Linked DNA regions of Sus scrofa: region 2 is linked to region 1. A link is a contact called in public HiChIP or PLAC-seq data. All regions are on one chromosome and are shown on one strand. The core of a region is the stretch at or near the end of the contact, and the rest is flanking DNA. Distances in the headings are between cores, read along the strand shown. Region 1 holds the start of CORO1C (coronin-1C). Region 2 overlaps CORO1C (coronin-1C).

Region 1 (3,281 bases), core at 698-3,197:
ACTGCGACCCTGAAATGTACCTCCAAGCCAAAAAAAAAAAAAAAAAAAAAAAAAAATTAGTTTCCTTAAATTAGTTTTCTGAAATATACAGAATCAAGTCCCAAATAAGACATTTCTCATTTCTTCGGTTTTATAGGAAATGCAGAAAGTGAAGTAACATGAACAGATATTTGCCTTCACAACTGAACAGATGGTACAAAACAACTGCTTATACTTAATCATGTTTCTGTCTATTCTAGCAAGCCCTGGTGTCAGGAGAGAGTTCTGCCAGATAAGGACAATGAAATGCATTATTATATAGAGTGACTAAGAGCCGTACAAGTACTGCTTTAGAATGTAATTCCAGGCAGGAAGGCAGTGGTGAGAGGGCCTAATATTTTGTGGTAACTATTTCCAAAAGTAAACACATTCGCCACCCAGTACCAGTTGACAAACACATACTATATTCAATTCCATTTAAATGTCTCATAGGAAAGAAAGGCCTTCGTATCTTGCTCTCCTGGGGGAGATGAGCAACTTGCAATTTGCTTCTTACACTGAATCCCACGTTTGCAACATGTAGAGCAAGGACTTCAGACACCACAAAACAAGGACAGCCTACATTAAGGCCAAATATAGGATGTGATTCTAAACCACGATGCAGTAAAGCTACGTTTCCTTTTCCAGAGACCAAAACCCTTTGAACACTCCCAAAAAAGGACGGCAGGGCCAGCGCCTCCCTCCAAGAGGAAGCCCCTTTCTTCTCGGCTCCCCCGCAGCCTGCCACTTCCCCCAACACATTCAAATCATTTGAGAGACGGAGAGCTGGTGCTTGCGCGCCCGTACGCACAGGCGGGAGGGCTCGGTTCTGCATTTCCACCCTCAACATCTGAGCTCATCCTCAGTCATTTAGGCGCAGCGGAGCCCCACCTGCACCGCGCTCCTTTTTGCTGCGTCCCTCGCCAGCTGCTCCGCTATTAGGGGAGCGTATCTCTGAATCCTGGGTCCAAGCGGACGCTCCAGGCCCCCGACCCTATAGCGTTCCAGCCCCGTTCTTCCTCTCCCAACCCTCGCCCCCTCCCAGCCCAGCGCTCCCACCATGGGCTTATCCTCTTCCCAAGCCGCCCCCACCCACATCACTCCAGCTCTTGCCCCGCCCCGCCCTCCTCGACCCCCAATCCAGCTATTAAGGGCCCAGAGCCCAGCTCGTACCCCAAAGTAGGAAACCCCCAGACCAGACCGCCGCCCTCGCCCCTCCTAAGCAAGGCCCAGCACGTCCCGGCCCCACGTGAGCCCAGCCCAGGGCCACCCCCCAACCCCCTAGCTCCCCAGGGCGACTCAAGCCCCGCCCCCAGGCCTGGAGCCCCCTGGCCCTGCGCCCTAGCCTCTGGCAGCCCCTCCCCACTCAAGACGCCACCCAACCAGGCGGATCCCTGACCCCTAAAAACCTCCCAGGGTAACCGAGTCCCTGCTCGGTTCCTCACCAGCCAGAAGGGTTCTGGGCCCCTAAAAGTCTCCCCTGGGCAGCTTCCTCACCATAAGGACCCGGGTTCACTCTCCCCATTCTGGGCACCTCGGTCCCCAACTCCTTTCCCAACCAAATCCCAAGGCTCCCGCAGCAGCCCCGACCCCTTGGCCCCAGCACACCCGCCCAAGCGGGCTCCTGGCCCAAGGATCCGCGCCGCGCGCGACCACTCCAGCTAACCCTGTCCTCTCCACCGGGCCCTGCCCCACGCCCCGCCGGCTCCTGTCAGCCAGCGCCAGCACATGCTGAGAGGACAGGGTCTGTCCGCCCGCCCAGCTCGTTCCCAAGCTGCCCCGCCGGGCGCGCGCAGCTCACCAGGGCCGAGGTGCCTGAGGCGCCGCCGCCGAAGTCCCCGCTGCAAAGCCCGGCGTAGCCTCCAACCGCTACCGCCTCCCGCCTGGCACTGAGCGCCGCGCGGGGGAGGGGCGCGGACAGCCGCCCCCGCCCCCGCCGCTGCACGCAGGCCCCGCCCCCGCGCCGCACCGCGTCCAACCAGGGCTGCCCGGCTACGGCGCGCCACGCCCACTTCCGGGAGGGGAAGCCCGCTTCCCAGCCTGTGTTCCACGCCTTACTCTCCCTAGCGCCGCTTCTGGTCGTGCCGAGGTATGCAGGTGGACCGCGGAGGAAGGCGGTGCCCAAGCGCACGCACCTCCCACTAGTCCTCTCAGTGGCCGAAAGGCCACGCCCACTGCTCCTCAGGACCAGGAGTGGTGTCCTTTAGAGCTCCGCCCACTGACCTGCTTGGCTCTGGAAGGCCACATCCCCCGGCTCCTCAAAAATTCCCCCCGAGTCTCTTAAAACCAGAACATCAGCTGCTGTGCACCCCGCCCACTGCCCCATCCAAACCCTTCGCCAGCCTCCTGGATCCCTAGGCCCAACTACTCTCTCATTCCTTCATAACCAGCCCCTTGTCGTCACAAACCCCACCCCAACTTCTAGAAGCCCCGCCCATAGCCTAGCAACCCTATTCGCGGTATCTCAAGTCCCGCCCACTGCCCGCTTTACAGCTTTAAAACTCCAAGCCCCGCCCAGAATTCTCGAGTCCCCGCCTCTGGTTCCCGAAGCTCCGCCTCTGCTGCCATTGCACCCTCCAACCACTTTTGTGGACTCCCGACGTTATGCTCCCCCTTCCACTATATTTGGTCACTTCGCTAGCACAAAGTGGGGGTCCCGGTGCTGTACCACACCAACATCCCCCACCACTACACAGGAGGGCCTTAAGGTCTTGACCCCATTTCGCAGGTGAGGAAATGAAGGATATAGGGTCCCTCCCTTCCTCTTCCTGGCCAAAGTCCCTCACTTAATAACTGGGCAGCCCAAGCTTAAAAGAGCACCGAGATTCTTTCTCTGCTGCAGTCAGACTGTGTATCCTGGGGCAGTTCCCTTCGTCCTCTTGGCCTGAATTTCTTCATCTATAGCATGAAGTTTTCCTCTTTATAACCAGAGATCATTTCTCAAAAACCAAGTTCTAAAATGCCAATATTTGGAGAAACTGGGCCTGATGAACTGAAATGACCAAGCAGACCATCTGAAAGGATAGGGCTTGCTTGCCCAAAGCAAGGCATCTTTGTTTTGTTTTTTAATAATTTTATTTTTTCCATTATAGTTGGTTTACAGTGTTCTATCAATTTCCTACTGTACAGCAAAGTGACCCAGTCACACATACGTATATATATTCTTTTTCTCACATTATCCTCCATCATGCTCAATCACAAGTGACTAGATACAGTTCCCAGTGCTATACAGCAGGATCTCATTGCTAATCCATTCTACAGGC
Region 2 (3,504 bases), core at 39-2,538, 45 kb before region 1:
AGGTTTTACTTTAAGGCAACAAGAAACGCCAACCTTGAGGGTAAGAGGAGGTACTGTGGAATAGAACACACAGATTGGGTTACCCGGTCCTGTAAAGTAAGCCAGCAACTAAAGCTGCCGGGGAGAGGCAGCATGGCTCTGCAGAGACCTCACCTGCCTAGGAGCAAAAGGAACATTCTTTATGGCCACAAGTGACAATGCCAAGCAAACCATTTTGGCATCACAGGTCCTCTTTAAAAACTGGGTTTAACAATGAATAGACCATTTTAAAAGTCCATTAAGAACTTGAGGGAAGTTACTGTAAAACTATAGATATTTTATTATCACAAAGCATAAGAGTAGAAGAGTTGGCATTTCCTTAATCATGCCTAAATATGCAACAGGAAATGGAGAAGCTCTATTTCCTAATTTCCTGACCTAACAAAAAAAATTCATAAAGCAGAAAACCTCATCACTGCAGACGACTAATTCCATAAGATCTTTTGGGTCTGAGAACAAATAAAACTAGGAACCCAAGACGAGATACAACTTAGTCAAAATACAATTCAGCTTGAAAGGAAAAGCTAGGAGTTCCTGTTACGGCTCAGCAGGTTAAGAACTCGACTAGTATCCATGAGGATGCAGGTTCAATCCTTGGCCTCAGCGTTGCTGTGAAATGTGGTGTAGGTCACAGACACAGCTCAGATCCCGAGTTGCTGTGGCTGTAGTGTAGGCTGGCAGCTGCAGCTCCAGTCGGAGCCTTAGCCTGGGAAATTCCACATGCCTCGGGTACAGCCCTAGAAAGGAAAAAAAAAAACAGAAAAAGAAAAGCTAGACGGCGAAAAGAACTATGGATCTAAGTGAAAATGTAGGAAATTAAAACAAAGCCTTCGCTATCCAATGCAAAAGGAGAGAAACTGGTTGCCTAACCATTTGGACTGAGCGTCATCTCCAACGACAATGGAGATTCCTCCCATGGGACCCCTGTGAATGATGAAAAGCTCCAGAGCTACCTTCCCAATATCTAGCTCTGCACTGCTTTACCCACAAGCCTCAGAAGAAAACTACCTCCCTTGAACTGGGGCATGAGAGACAGAAAAATTTTTTTTTCTTTGGGCAAAAGCCTTGGGCTACATGGCCTAGGCAGCTCACATCTTGCAGAGGTTGTAAACAAGCAGGAAGACCAGAGCACAGACCCAATTCAGTAGCCTGTATCATTTACTCACAACTTAAAGCTCAGCCAGAAAGGAAACCCAAGTCCCTGTTCCTCTGAGAAAGCCAACACGTGCTCCAGCCCCCGCCCTCCTGACTTGGCCTTCCCTCCCAGGCTCAGCTCAGTTCCCACCCCCAGCTAGCACGTATTCAATGTGGAAGAGCAGAACATTTTCTACATATGGTTATAAAGAGGCTTCTGGACAAACTAGGTCGGCAGAAATTTGTCCACTGAACCAAGTCTATTTTAGTGATCGGTATTCGGAAACCTGCTCTTTGCTTCCCCCGCTTGGGTTATCATCACGTTTACACTCTGAGGCTTCAACTGGCAGCACTTGCCGGTGTACTTGGATAACCAGGAAAGAGTTAAACGTTCTTTGCACTTGACTCAGTGGCTTCCCTTCACCACACACTCCCGGATCCCACCATTCTCTGAGCCGCCTTGCAGCCAATCAAAGCAAAGGAAGGAAATTATCCTGGCCGGCTGACAGCCCCAGTGCTCTGATGGCCATATATGGTAAAAACCACTGTCAGAGCCCTGTCAGGCCTGCGGGCCGGCTGCTGTGGACATATCAGTGAACTGCAGCAGCCGCAGAAGCGGCCAAGGAAACGCACAAAGGACAGGCGGCTGCTCATCTCCCAGGGCAGGGGGGAGGGGAGGGGGAGCCAGGGCACACTCTGAGTCACAGCCACTCGCAGGAATCAAAAATAGCTCCAGGGCACATTGTGAGGTTCCTCCTGCCAGGACTTTGTGCTCCATTGTTAACTGGGGTGAGGAGGGTGTCCCCTCCCCACCCCAGCCCCCAGCAAGACTGTGGAAAACAGCCACTGGGAGAAGATGAAAAGGCCCTTCTGTGGTGCTTCATGTGGTAATGAGGCCGTGCAGTGCTCGCAGGGCTGGCAGCTCGGGACATAATTTGGAAGTCATTGTTCTGCACCTGGTGCCCTCCCCCTGCACCCTCCACCGCCCACCCCCAGCCTTTCCCGGCCCAGACCACCGACAGTGAAGGTGCTCAGCGCAACACACAGCATCTATTCCAGGAGGCGGTGAGTGAGCATCCCAGGACACACCAGGACACCGGCAGGAATACACTCCCCTGCCCCTTCCACTACCCTGTGCCCAAGGTCCCCATCTATACAAAAGGCTACAGGCCCTGTCACCCTCGTCCAAAATGGAGCACCGCTATTTGTGGGAATGGAAATTGCCTGTCAGCAGCCGTACAGTAAGGGGGAGGTGCAGCCAATGCAAATCCAGCAGGTGCTGGCAGTGACCGGGGTGCAGAGAAAAGCACCATCAGGGGACTGCCATTCCTTTTGAACCAGTCTGTGAAAGAAGGCCCTTCTTAGAACAGCGCCTGGTGCTTAGAGGAAGCCCACAATGATGTGAAATGCTGCAACTCCATCGCTGCTGCTGTCTCCTCGTGAGGCAGGCTACAGACCAAGGACTTTCTAAACCTTAAGACGATTCTCCAAGCTGCCAGAACCAGAGCCCTGACAAGCTAGTGTTTTTGTTATTAAACAAAACACTGGGATTGCTGCTATACACAATCCCTCAATTATTCAAAATGAAATAGCCTTCTAATCCCAGAGGAAGAATGCAAAGGATTAAGTGTCAATTAGACCATGATTTCTATTTTTTAGAAAATCTTTCACTCACTGGGGAAAAAAATGTTAGTGAAAAATATACACATACAAATCAAATAAAGACTCAGAGACCTAGGTTCTAATCCACGAAAGACCTCATGGCTTTGGGCAATCACTCAGTCTGAGTTTCAATTTCTGCCACTGTAGAATGGGGGTATGACAGCACCCCCCCACACCGTGTGCAAAAACTAAGACACCATGTAGGAAGGGGACCCTCCAAGCACATTGTGATGTCACTTTGGAGCCTCATTTTTATGACTATGACATGAAGTCACTGCCTTTTCCTGAAGGTCAAACAGTGGAAAGATGCTATGTGGACCCAGTTTTTAACAATAATCCTAAAATGCAGAACAGGGCTTATTCTCCATATCATAGTGGAGGCGAACACCAACTTTGCACTATTTATGCTGGAAGTGAAGGAAAAAAAGAGCCAAGATGTATGTAATTTTTCTACCAGAAAGCTGTCCTATAGCTCCTCCTAGTCCTCCTCCCATCACACATTCCATTTCCCCAGTACTAGAAAAGGCCATCTCAACACAAGAGGGAGGAATGTGGTTCCTCCCTTGCTCTTGCCCCAGCTGGGAACAGAGCCCCTCTTCTAACACATCAGTTTAGTGCAATGGCTGGGCTCCTCTTCTGCTTCATCCCTGGTTCTTCACTCAGGAGAAA

Evidence for each region. HiChIP or PLAC-seq counts read pairs in DNA pulled down with a chosen protein or histone mark.
Region 2: an H3K27ac HiChIP or PLAC-seq map of skeletal muscle shows a contact between it and region 1. The contact joins the enhancer-like site here to the promoter of CORO1C in region 1. A contact is called at or near these places in 1 of 5 promoter capture datasets (fetal skeletal muscle), 12 of 47 Hi-C or Micro-C datasets (alveolar macrophages, blood, brain and 7 more) and 2 of 2 datasets of contacts at active chromatin or transcription factors (alveolar macrophages and skeletal muscle).

Annotation. Positions count from the first base shown.
Region 1 is chr14:42,061,521-42,064,801 of Sscrofa11.1, reverse strand. CORO1C (coronin-1C) reads right to left here and starts at 1,947. Exons shown (of 11, transcript XM_001929345.6): 1 at 1,820-1,947.
Region 2 is chr14:42,105,370-42,108,873 of Sscrofa11.1, reverse strand. The region is part of intron 2 of CORO1C (coronin-1C); the gene reads right to left. Among named protein-coding and RNA genes, the nearest start is that of CORO1C, 44 kb to the right of the region's middle. Within about 2 kb of position 1,288, at least 75 of the 83 cell types and tissues checked have an H3K27ac peak or open chromatin away from gene starts, as enhancers often do. A contact at or near this core is called in alveolar macrophages, brain, embryonic fibroblasts and 5 more, where this site is marked.